2 separate regions of the Danio rerio genome follow, and region 1 is linked to region 2. The links are chromatin contacts, called in public Micro-C maps. All regions are on one chromosome and are shown on one strand. The core of a region is the stretch at or near the end of the contact, and the rest is flanking DNA. Distances in the headings are between cores, read along the strand shown. Region 1 has its middle 21 kb from the start of alx3. Region 2 holds the start of rbm15 (RNA binding motif protein 15).

The links. Hi-C and Micro-C count contacts between places; a contact is called where the count stands out from the background.
Region 1: a contact with region 2 is called in a Micro-C map of caudal fin, with 8 times the contacts expected there. The contact joins the enhancer-like site here to the promoter of rbm15 in region 2. A contact is called at or near these places in 2 of 18 Hi-C or Micro-C datasets (caudal fin and an unstated tissue).

Annotation. Positions count from the first base shown.
Region 1 is chr8:26,722,507-26,729,131 of GRCz12tu, forward strand. No RefSeq gene overlaps it. Among named protein-coding and RNA genes, the nearest start is that of alx3, 21 kb to the left of the region's middle. Within about 2 kb of position 3,020, at least 4 of the 62 cell types and tissues checked have an H3K27ac peak or open chromatin away from gene starts, as enhancers often do.
Region 2 is chr8:26,683,222-26,688,971 of GRCz12tu, forward strand. It overlaps rbm15 (RNA binding motif protein 15), which reads right to left and starts at 4,306. Exons shown (of 1, transcript XM_001335784.9): 1 at 839-4,306. The coding sequence starts at 4,159. The coding sequence ends at 1,598.

The DNA of each region.
Region 1 (6,625 bases), core at 1,770-4,269, 38 kb after region 2:
TATTATGTTCAGAAATGTGTTGAAAAAATCGTCTCTCCGTAAAACATAAATTGGGGAAAAAAATAAACAAGCGGTCTAATAATTCAGGGGGGCTAATAATTCTGACTTTAACTGTGTGTGTGTGTGTGTGTATATGTATTCATTCATTCATTTTCTTGTCGGCTTAGTCCCTTTATTAATCCGGGGTCGCCACAGCGGAATGAACCACCAACTTATCCAGCAAGTTTTTACGCAGCCCTTTTACGGATGCCCTTCCAGCCGCAACCCATCTCTGGGAAACATTCACACACACATTCACACACACACTCATACACTAAAGACAATTTAGCCTACCCAATTCAACTGTACCACATGTCTTTGGACTGTGGGGAACACCGAAGGCAGGGAGAACATGCAAACTCCACACAGAAACGCCAACTGAGCCGAGGTTCGAACCAGCGACCTTCTTGCTGTGAGGCGACAGCACTACCTACTGCGCCACTGCCTCAACTATATATATATATATATAAAAAAAAAAAAAAAAAAAAAAAAATATATATATATATATATATATATATATATATATATATATATATATATATATATATATATATATATATATATATTCTCAAGCAAGATATAAGAATAGGGAAAGTCAAACGGGGGAAGCCTAACATCTGGAACACACCATCAGCAAGCAACCTGTTCATTGTAAATCCATGCAAATAATAAAATTAAATAAAAAAATCACAAGCTTGTTGTGGGCTACACTTTTTTTTCCAGGAGTAAATTTAGTCTTGCACAAGACTTTTTGTAACTCTTCTCTTGTGTGTTTGGTTTTAAACCAGATGCATAAACATTTGGTTTTAAACCAGGTGATGTTGGAGATTTTTCCTATTGAAATGCTGTGCCCCCTACCGTCAATCCATTTTATGTTGTACACAAGACTGTAACTATATGACACCCCTGACATTCATGAAGTCGAAGAATTCAGAGATCTGACCACTTTGAAAATGATGAAGAGTGTTCCTCACAATTCAACCTTTTAATATATATTTTTTTACCCATTCAATAAAACACAATGTGCTACCCTAATGACCCAGGTGTATTTTCTTGTTTTTTTATATGTACACCTACAGTAGTTGAAGAGGATCAAAAAAGTTAAGACCAAAATAGGTGTTGTTCAATAGCTTAGCTCCCTAAAATTTTAGATCGAGCTCCTGCTCTATTATAGCCCCTCACGTCCACTACGCTTGATTAACTTTGGACAATTGATTATCCCTAGAATATCAAAATCAATTGTAGGCCATAAATCTTTCTCATATCTGGCACCTAAACTCTGGAGCAGCCTTCCTAGCACAGTTCGGGAAGCAGACACATTCTGACAGTTTAAAACTAGATTAAAGACACATCTCTTTGCATTAGCATGCACCTCAAACACAAATGCTTTTGAAATCCAAATCCTCTAAAGGACGGTTAGGCTGCATAATTTAGGGCAACCAGAGCCGGGAACACTTCCCAAAAGACATTATATTTGAATGGCATCTGAAATTATGTTAGTTTGTTTTTATTATTCCTGAGGTTTCCAAAATCCTGGACCAGGCTGTATCCTAAGCAACAGCTGTGGTGGTCATGGAGGAGTGGAGAGCATGAGACTGATTCCTGTGAGACCCCAGTGACAGACCAGTCTTTGCATTGATCCTAAACGGCCAGCATGTACACCAGCCGATGACCTCCCAGCTTCTCGACGATGGACGTTCAGCATTCTCAAGCCTTCTTTGCCTAGACTGCAGCTCTGCACAACAAGTTTGTCTAGAGGAAAAATGGTCATGCCCAACTAAGCCTAGTTTCTCTCAAGGTTTTTTTTTTCTTCTTCACTTTAGACAATTAGTGAAGTTTGTTCCTAGACGCTGTCGCCACTGGCTTGCTTGGTTTGGGACTTACTGAGCTGCGAATCGATGTATTTACTCTTAAGTGTTTGGACATTTAACAGTGAAAATTAAGCCACACTAAACTGAACTAAACTGTAAATAAACTCTGAAAACTGGACTGACACATTTTCAATTGAATATAATCTTCTATGTTAAGCTACTTTGACACAATCTACACTGTAAAAGCGCTATAGAAATAAACATGTTTGAACAAGAACTTTGGACAACTTTGATAAAAGTTTAAACCATACCAAACTTAGACTACTGTATATTCGCACTGCTTGTATAGTCCACTGTGGATGCATGCTCATGGATGAGTTCAACACGCTTTAAACATTCACCTTGTGCTATTGTACACTGAACATCTGTATGAAGAGAAAAACTAGGCTTTACGTGCAGTTTGTGGACATCCACAGATACTTCCAATGGCAAAAACTGAACACAGAACATGGATGACTGAAGTATACTTTGGAATTAAGGTCTATAGAGCCCTGGCTGTGACCCCTTGATGGCCGAGCACCCCCCAGACTGCTGTCTCCAAACGCAGTATCAGGCCTGCAGGACAGCTGTCCTTCTCCCCTTCTCCTCTCCCTCGCTCAACCCTCTCTCTCCCTAGTGCTTTCAAAAGCTCCCTGTGTCACCAGACTGATTAAAACAAACACCGCTCATATTTTGGTATCTAATCCAATTGTGCTCTTTTTCTTCAAACCGAGCCTGCAGCGCGTGGGGTATTGGGTGTCTGGGACCCCTGTGAGCCCCCCTCTTCTGTGGCAGGGCTTCAATTTCAAACACTCTGGGACATCGCATGGGGAGTCGAGCGTAAATAAAGACTTACAGCGGCTCTTTTGAAACAACCAGGTAGGAGTGGAAATATTTACCTTCTTTTCCTGTGCAACTTTATTTGGCTTTGGTGGCTTAAAATAGTGAGCAGCATTGGTGTTTGTGTATTTCGGGCATTTGTTGCCATCGGCTGCTATTAGGATAAAAGGAAGGCCTCTGTGACCCTTAGTTATGTGGCCAACCACTATGGGGGTGGATTGTAAGACTTAGCCCATGTTTATTGTTTTATTAAAAGGGGCATGTTGAGCTTGTGGGGTCAGGACTTTTCCTGATATCCTGCTTAAAGTAGTTGGACTCGCGCATGCAATGGCCCGAGCGGAAGGTCCACATGCAGTCATAATCACAGATACGGAGACTCAACATGTGGTTGTTGCTTTGTTTACCATCTGTATTAAAATCCCACAATCAGAAGTGTTCAGCTTGAGAGCTCACAAACTTGGCACCGGCTCTTGTTCAAATGAGTCTTCCTCTGCATGATGTGACCCTCGAATGTTGCCAGGTTATGACAAGAGCATTCTAGCATTCGACCCCCTCCCTCCACCAAAAGATAAACACATGGAGATTTAAGCTGTAACCAGAGCCGTTCTGAGAATTCATTCAAGGGTCAGCCACACAAACAGTGCTTTCAGATAACAGCCTCATCTCAAATATGTGGCTTGAGTTGCGCTTTTAGATGCATTATTGCATTATTGATTTAACTTTGTATCTGGCTTGAAGATCAGATGACCACATGCAGTAAGTTACCATAAATTATTTTAATTACAACTCCGCATTGTATTGTTGTTTTTGTGTGATTTGATTTGTGAAATTAGCTCATTACCATTGATTATATATAATAATAAATCAACAATACAGATTGTTTGAACACAGATCGGGACCTTGGTAATGTATCTTTCAATCATGATGTTTTTAGCACCATCTAGAGGAAAATCTCAACGTTAAGTGATGTCATTTTCTGTACTCTGGACCCAGTCCAGGTATTCAGAAGGCGATTATCCTTTAGATCTAAATATCCGCTGAAATGTTTGAGTTGCATATATTGATTTAGACACCATTAAGTTTAACTGTGAAAATTTGTATATGAACCTCATTCATCATGTAAGATATATATATATATAAAGTCTTTAAAGGCATAATTCATGAAAATTCTGTCATCGTTCGTTTGAGTTTCTTTCTACTGTTGAACACATAATATAATTGGGATATATTAAGAACTGGAAGGGCTGCAGTGGTGTAGTACAACCCCCTCACAGCAAGAGCGTTGCTGGTTCGAGCCCCGGCTTGGTCAGTTGGCATTTCTGTGTGGAGTTTGCATGTTCTGCCCATGTTGGCGTGGGTTTCCTCCGGGTGCTCTGGTTTCCCCCACAAGTCCAAAAACGTGGTATAGGTGAATTGGGTAAGCTAAATTGTCAGAAGTGTATGTGTGTAATTGAGTGTGTATGGATGATTCCCAGTGATGGGTTGCATCTGAAAGGGCATCCGCTGCTTAAAACATATGCTGGATAAGTTGGCCGTTCATTCCGCTGTGGCAACCCCAGATTAATAAAGGGACTAAGTCAAAAAGAAAATGAATGGGAACTGGAAGCCATAGTATTTTCCCCCTACCACTTAGTGTTAATGGCTGCTGGTTTCTAACATTGTTCAAAATATCTTCTTTTGCGTTCAACAGGAAAAAAATAACTTGAAGAAAATGTTGAGTAAATGTTTTAAAAAATGTTTAACTATTTAAAAAAAAAAATAATTAAAACCCCTCCTAATTCCCCTCCAAATCTCAGTATGAATCATTCATGTGTGATAGTCCAAAGGAAGCTTAGAATATCATCAAGTACTGCACACACACCCCACACACAAGCTGTTTCGGCCGTCTGGCAGATGATACACGAGCCACAGACTACCAAAATTCGTTTCACTACAGTCTAAAGCATTACAACACCTGTACATCATATAATGCTCATTTATAATAACATTAATAACAACAACATTAACAATAATGTACATAAATCTTACTTAACCCAATATTTTCAATAGTAAGTACAGTGCTTAGCATAATTGAGTACACCCCATTTTGAAAATGAATATTATCCATTTCTCAGTGATTATAGGCAGGTTTATTTAACAGATATATTTATTAAAATACTATTTTAGTCACCAAACATATTTAGAAATCGAAAGATAATACAATAAAATACAAGCAAAATATAGCAAGAATTAAATGTCAACTAAATAAAAAAACATTTAGTTTAAAAAAAATGTTTTAATTTAAATTTTTTTTAAATTTGTATTTAATATTTTTCTATAACATATAAGTTTGGTTGTACTTGTTTTTGGACCGTTATTGTAAGTTATTTTGTAAGATAAGCTCCAGATTTAGCTCCAGTACTGACTAATGTAATGTATATGCACAAATATAATATTGTATAGCTTCCTATTAAAAATATGAATTTAAAAGAGAAATTTGTGAGGGGTATACTTATATGCTGAGCACTGTAAATGTTTGGGTTCATAAAGATTATTTTTTGTTACTTTTATTCAATAAAGATGCATTAAAAAATCTAAGTGATCATAAAAACTTTTGAAGAGTATACTTAAGGGTATACATATACACACAAACACTCTCGAAAAAGTCTCATTTAAAGTAAATGTTGTTCTTTTACAACTTTCCATAAAAAAAAACTTACAAATTTGATTCCACATATTTGAATCATCCCCTCAGTTTTGAAAACAGTAGAAACATTTTCTTCAATTCTCAGATTATTTCATTGGTCATATTTGATTTCTAAGAACGTCAATTTAAAGGACTCTCTTTTATTTCTACACTTAATAGCTCATGTCAAACTAAGACATTCCCTAGCAGGTCTCTGAAGTAACCATCATCATTATTTACCTTTGAAAACCTGATGTATAGCTTGTCGTCCAGCATGATGTTCTTAAGAGCCAGGAAAATCCCACAAATGAACCGCCAGACCTGGTTATGATATATTGCCCATTACCCTGGACTCCATTGCGGTAATCATGCAATTTTTTTTACATCCACTGGGCCAAAGCAAAGAACTGACCCTAATATGCAACTTCAAACAGCAAGAAAAGCGCACTGGACTTGAAAAATACAGCCATAATCATTCCCTGTAACGACCAGACCGCTTGAAGTTTGAGACCCGAGTGAAAGTTCCAAAAGCCTTCAACTGTATATCACCCGCAGGCTTACAGACCCTTCCTGCACATTCAGCACACAAGCCAACATTGTTTATGGCTATAATGGTGCGATATTGCCTGTTTTCATAAATATGGCAACCGGCAAGGTTTAATGTAAAAAAGATGAGCACAATCTTCTGTGCTACATCCAAACGCTGGCAAAAAATAGCTCATTCACTTGATTAGACTCCACTTTTCTGCTTTTCTTAAACAACCTAGTGACTTAATTGGCCTGTAAAGTCATTTGTAGCTTATATTAACACAGATCATTAGGCAGCTTTAAGTGTTAGGCTGTTTCTTTAGGGTTTGTCGAAGAAAAGAGGCCGTGTGTGGTGGCTTGTTCGCGTACACAGTATTCATGTCTTTATCTGATGGAGAGGAGCACAGAATCAATAAAGCAACGGAGCATGAAGACAGGCGGGCAGAGAGAGGAGACATAATGCTGCCCACACTAGAGCGGCTGCGGCACATTCATTTATCTTCACTGTATAGATCTATGTGTGTATGTGTGTGTGTGTGGAAAGACAGATTGTAAGAAAGAGATAAAAATGAAACAGTATAAAACAGGAAAATTTACTGCAACTTGGGAGCACATGCTTCACATTAACTGGTTGCTTGATTATTTCTAGCATGTTGGCTGTTTAGTAGCACATATTAATGCCTTATGAATATATGATAGATTC
Region 2 (5,750 bases), core at 3,056-5,555:
CAGCTGTTATATTGTGAAATCACTGACCAGTCGACTTTTAAAACACATTTTAGTGTGAAGAATTAAAAAAAAAAAAAAGTCATACATGAAAAGATGTTATTATGCATCGGATCAGTACACTGCAATTAGCTAAACAGACTAAGAACACAAATTTCTACCTTTCCAGGGTTTTAGAGAAACTGTTTTAAAAGCATTTAAACAATTAACACCTAAGAACCACATGTGAAATATTTTAAACATTAATGGATGTTCAACTAAAAACATGTGTCTATATTAGAACTAAAAATCAATTAAATAAAATGTTGAACGGTCTTACACTTGAACAAGAATCAGATCTTTAGGGCATCAAGTCTCCTTTATATATATATATATATATATATATATATATATATATATATATATATATATATATATATATATATATTTATTTAGTTGTACACCTTTTTTTAATCAATGCAATCCACATGGCTTATCTACCAAATTGTATTTGATAATTACAAAGTATCACACTATAGGTCACATGCACTTTACACTGATGATTTGAAAAGTCAGTTTTATAGCAAATGCACTTTTTTTGTATTCATTATCTTTATAAAGAGACTTTTATAAGAATACCTGCATTAAATGTTACACTGAACAAAAATCTGTAATTTCTGAAAAATTATAGAGGAAAAAATAAATTAAAACCACCTAATTAATGGAATCAAATTAATCTGACACACGTTGTAATTTAAAGTGAAACATTAAATAAAATCTCACTTTGAAACCAGGATTATGCTTCATTCAAAACCTTTCAAATGTAACCCAAAAACATGAAAACACAGAATGTCAAAATACCTTTTCTTTTTTTTTTTTACACAAAACTGAATGTTTGATATTATGCTTTGGTCTAAGGAGGGCTTAGAAATATTTATCTTTTAATCAAAATATGTTTACATGTTATTTCTAATATGTAAAGGGGTGTTAATATGCAGCCTGTTTTAATCAGTTTAACACTGATGGTATTTTTCAGCTACATCTTTGTGTTTTAAACCTCTGCAACAAGAACACTAGCATCAACATGCACTTCACTGAGCAAAATAATCTTTTCTTTCCGTTTTAGTTGACTATATACTTATATTACACTCCCCATTACTGAATGATTGTTTAAAGCATCAAGACACAAACCAGGTTCCCCTTAACTCAATTTGATGAACATGAATGAACATTAAAAAACAGGATTTGACACAGGGGTGAGACTGTCTGGAATCTGACTGAAATACATGTTGATAGGAAGTGTTGTAAATAGACAGTGTTTAATGACCAAAGTAAATTCCTATTCTAATATGCCCAATAATTGTCATTCTTTTATGCAGAGAACAACTTATCACAAACTAGACATCTGAATAAATTGCAACAGAAAACAAATATATTGCTATAGAGCTAAACTTTGCTATATGAATGGGCCATTTTCTCTCTTTTTTACTGTACATGTTTGGCAGAGCAGGTAACAACAGCTGCCCTTTACTCTAGTACCACTTCTGCTTTAGAGAGCATGCAATTAAGAGACATTAAGAGAAGCTTGCATTTAACAATACTTTAGTGTGTATTATGACTGTTAAGATGCTCCTCGCACAACGATCATGACCAGGAAGTCCTCTTCTGTTTTGGCAAGAGCTTTCGCAGAAGAATCTAAGAACTGCTGAGAGAAATCACATGGTGGAAATGCGTGCAGGACGCCAGTGTTGTCCTTATCTCTACTGCCGCCGACGGGCAAACTGATGACCCCGGCGGCCTGCTTTTGCTTCAGGTATGAAACCAGGTTGCGGAGAGGCCTCTGCGTGGATGCTGCTGGGTCTGATGATGAAGTCTCCTCAGAGCTGCCTGGAACTGCCAGTAGAACTGCGTAGCCTCCTGGGCCTGCCACTTTGATGCGCCGAGACACCTCGTCGATCTTGGGCTGGTCTAGACGAAGCCGTTGTGTGATGCGCAGCTGAGAGACTTTTCCACCCGTGCTGCCGTCGATGAGAAGGCTGGTGGCGACGCTCAGGTCCCCCTCCAGGAGGTGCATGCTGGCTGGGAAGTTACTGTTCTTGAGGAGCAGCATGCCATTCCAGGCCATGCTCAGCTTCCCCCCTGCGTCCTGTTTTGAAGCTTGGTTGCTTTTGGAGCTGCTTTCGGATCTGTCCCTCTTGGATGCACCTTTAGCTGAATCGCCCGCTTTGCGCTTTCGTTCTGCAGGGCTTGCGCCGATGCTGGACTCAGAGAGGTTGCTGTTGCTTTTGATGCGTTTCTCACCGGGAACTCGGTCCAGGCTGCTGCGGCTCTCTCGTGCTGGGGACACCCGGTCTGCTCTCGCTGGACGCTCAGAGTCACTGAAACGTCCGTCTCGGCTGCTGCCGCCTGGGCTGCCCTCAAGCGACGGGGGTCTGCGACGGCGGGCCGCCCACTCACTGCTGCTGTCAGGCGAACACTCCAGATGTCTGCCGTCCTCCATGAGCCGCCGTTTTCGTGCAGCTTCTCTGCCTGGCAGCTCTCGCTCCAGTGACCAGGCCTCTCGCCGTCGTTCACGCTCTAAGTGTTCAAGGGGCTCAAATGCAGGAGTTCGTACACGTTCACGAATAGTAGGTGCTGGCCACTCAGCCCCAGCATAGAGTTCTCTTTCTCTGAAGTGCAGTGGCGGAGGAGTCCGTTCTCTGACCCTGATGGCTTCAGGGGTGGCACGATGAACGAAAGACTCAGCCATGATTTCATAATGTTGCAGGGGGAGGGGCTGCAAGAACTGTTGTTGGTAGCGATGCTCTGTGTCAGCAAAGTCCACCCTCAGCCTCCTGTCAGGACCACCAAGAGGAAATCCACGCATGTGTGTGCAGGCTGCCTGAGCAGCGTCCAGGCTTTCATACTGAATATAAGCCCAGGTGTCCCCTTTTCTGTAGTCTATAGTCCTAATAGTTCCAAAGCGGTCAAATTCCCGGGCTAATGCAGTCAGAGGCACCCAAGGGCCAAGACCACCCACCCATAGTCTTGTGGTTGGGGTGGCTTTACCATATCCAATTTTTATGGGGTTTCGGCCCACAACTTTCCCAGACATGCTAATTTTAGCTCTGTGAGCCATGTCCAAATTCTCAAATTTAAGGAAGCCATAGGTGCTGCTCTGGCCACGAGTGGGTCTTTTAATGTCCACCTCAGTGATTGTCCCAAATCGTTCAAAAGCCCTCCTCAAATCGTTTTCAGTCACAGTAATATCCAAGTTACCCAAAAACAGTGTGCGGTTGGCTCTCTGGTCGTCCTCTGGAGAGATAAAGTCCTCCTCACGGAAAGGAGCGGCTCGCTCTGCTATGTATGCGGGCCGCGCCCTCGCTTCATAAAAGGCAAACTCTCTTTCTCTTTCCAGCTCTCTGGGCAGAGGCGGGGGTGGGGGAGGAGGAAGCCGACCCAGTGCTAACTGCTGTAACCGGTAGTCCCTGTAGCCCAGGCCGGTTGGAGAGAGCGGCCTCTGAGTATGCAAATGTCTATGGCCTGCAACAACAGAGAAATGATCCTCCTTCACCGGAGAGCGACTCCTCCGCCTGTTCAAGTAAACTGCCTCGATTTTTAAAGGACGGTCGTAGAGCACCAGCCGGCCTCGTGCGTGCTTTGCCGCCCTGGCATCATCCGGTCTCCTAAAGTTGACGAATGCGATTCTCTCGTCGTTCACTCGGCTGATTTTGACGCTCACGTCACCAAATTTTTTGAATTCATGAAAGAGGCCGTCCTCGATTTCCTCGTCACTCAGCTGCGAGCCAAGCTCGCTGATTTTTAAAGTTTTGTACTCACTTTCGTTTGTGGGAAGCGGTGCGCGCGCCTCCCCGCGCGAGTTGGTGCGCGCCGCCTCTAAGGACAGACTCGAGGCGTGATTTTTGCCGCTTGAGCTCGCAACAGGGCTCGTGTAACCGTGGTTATTACCAGTCCGACTGGATACATGTCCGTCAAATTCCCGTCCGTCTCTTTTATCTCCAAGCAGTCCCCGTCGTGCAGAGCCCCCGTCGCTTTTAGACGAACTATTGCCGTTGTTGCTTCCTCCGCCAGAATTCGAGATAACCCCCATTTTCTTACTGGTCGGATGGCTTCCTCCCCTGTCTCGTATATCATCCAAGGCCCTTGAACGTTTTTTCACCGGCGACCGCTCTTTACCTTTCATGTTAGATGTCCTCTGGCTTCACGCGCCTAACAAAACACTTTTTTAACTGTAATGCTACCGCAACGTCAACGAATTTGCACGATAAACTGAATAAATTGTTCAGTGTCCCTGCGGCAAAACAACCGCATACGCCATCTTGTCAAGACTAAAACATGACCCGCCCGTCGACTTTGATTGGTTTGAATCTCTGAGAAACGACAGCGCTATTGGCTGATCCGTCTGTCAATCTAAAGCACTAGTACAGCGCCCAGTCTCGCTGTACACCATTTTAGCTTCAAAAGCCAAATGTTTACTATAGCCACTTTATAAAACACAGAGGTGACATTCAACTAACCACACATATAGTCTTTGAGAACATGTACTGCCAATATTATATTTGCTTCTTAAACCATATTTATTAATCATCTCGATAAATCTACAAAGAGTGCTTTGTATAGGCTATTTTTAAAATTAAACGGTGTTTAACTTTAATAGATGCTAAGAGTCTGAGTTTCACCTACATGTTATTTCTTATAAATTTAAATGAACTGTGCAATCTTTATAAAACGTAAGTAATCCAAATAAAAAAAAACTAAAACATTCTCGTTGTTCACTTGATGTCCAACAGATGGTGGTGTTTGCCTTTCACAGAGGTGAACGGACGTGAAAAAACAGCCTTTTAACCATGTCGGTCAGCTATAGATGAGCATTTTCCATGGGTTTTAGCCATTGGTTTTAGCCTAATAACTGAAATAATTTCTTAACTAAAACAATGCAGATCTCTGATTATATGCCCATGTCTGTGAATTTTTTTTTATGTTAAATTGTAAAAAATAAATAAATAAATAAATAAATAAAAGTAATGTTATTGCCTTTAAATTAGTTAAAATTTATCTTAAAACAATTTAGTGTTTTACAATTTGCATGCTTTACTCATACCCTCAGGGACCATTATAGTTTTAACTTATACAATTATCAATTCAACCATCAAAATTAAAAAAAATTACCCCCAAATTATTATTTTTTTCAATGAAGAAAAATAGGAATATATTTATAGGACAATGCTTTGAACTTAATACAAAAACGTCCAAAACCTTAAATGAGTGATAATAAAACAAAATACAACTATTTTAAAAACTTTATCATGCACATAAACACATTCATCCAATGTTGATTCACCAGAAGACAAATTGAACAGCCAACGTGTCATTTATTTATTTTTTACAATGCACAAACTGCATTCAAAATCAAACACTTTCTTGAGTATTTGAGTAGGCTACATACTTTGAAAACACGCCCTACATAATGAACATAGTATTGTTTGAACAATCTAGAACTACAAGATTAGCCATGTTTTAGTGTCACGTGCCCTACATCTTCAGTTACGTCACTTCACTGGCATTCACAGATCCTCTCATGTTGCCTTATGGAATAGTCCCTTGGAAGCACATTGCAGAATCTCACCAAAAGAAGTAGGTCATCTGAATACTTACTACAAGTATAATGAACCTCTTTGTTTTTTACTTACTATAACATAATACATTTCCCAGCTATGTGTTGCAGCTGGAAAAGGGATCCGCTGTGTAAAATATTTCGTCACCTTGGAATTATA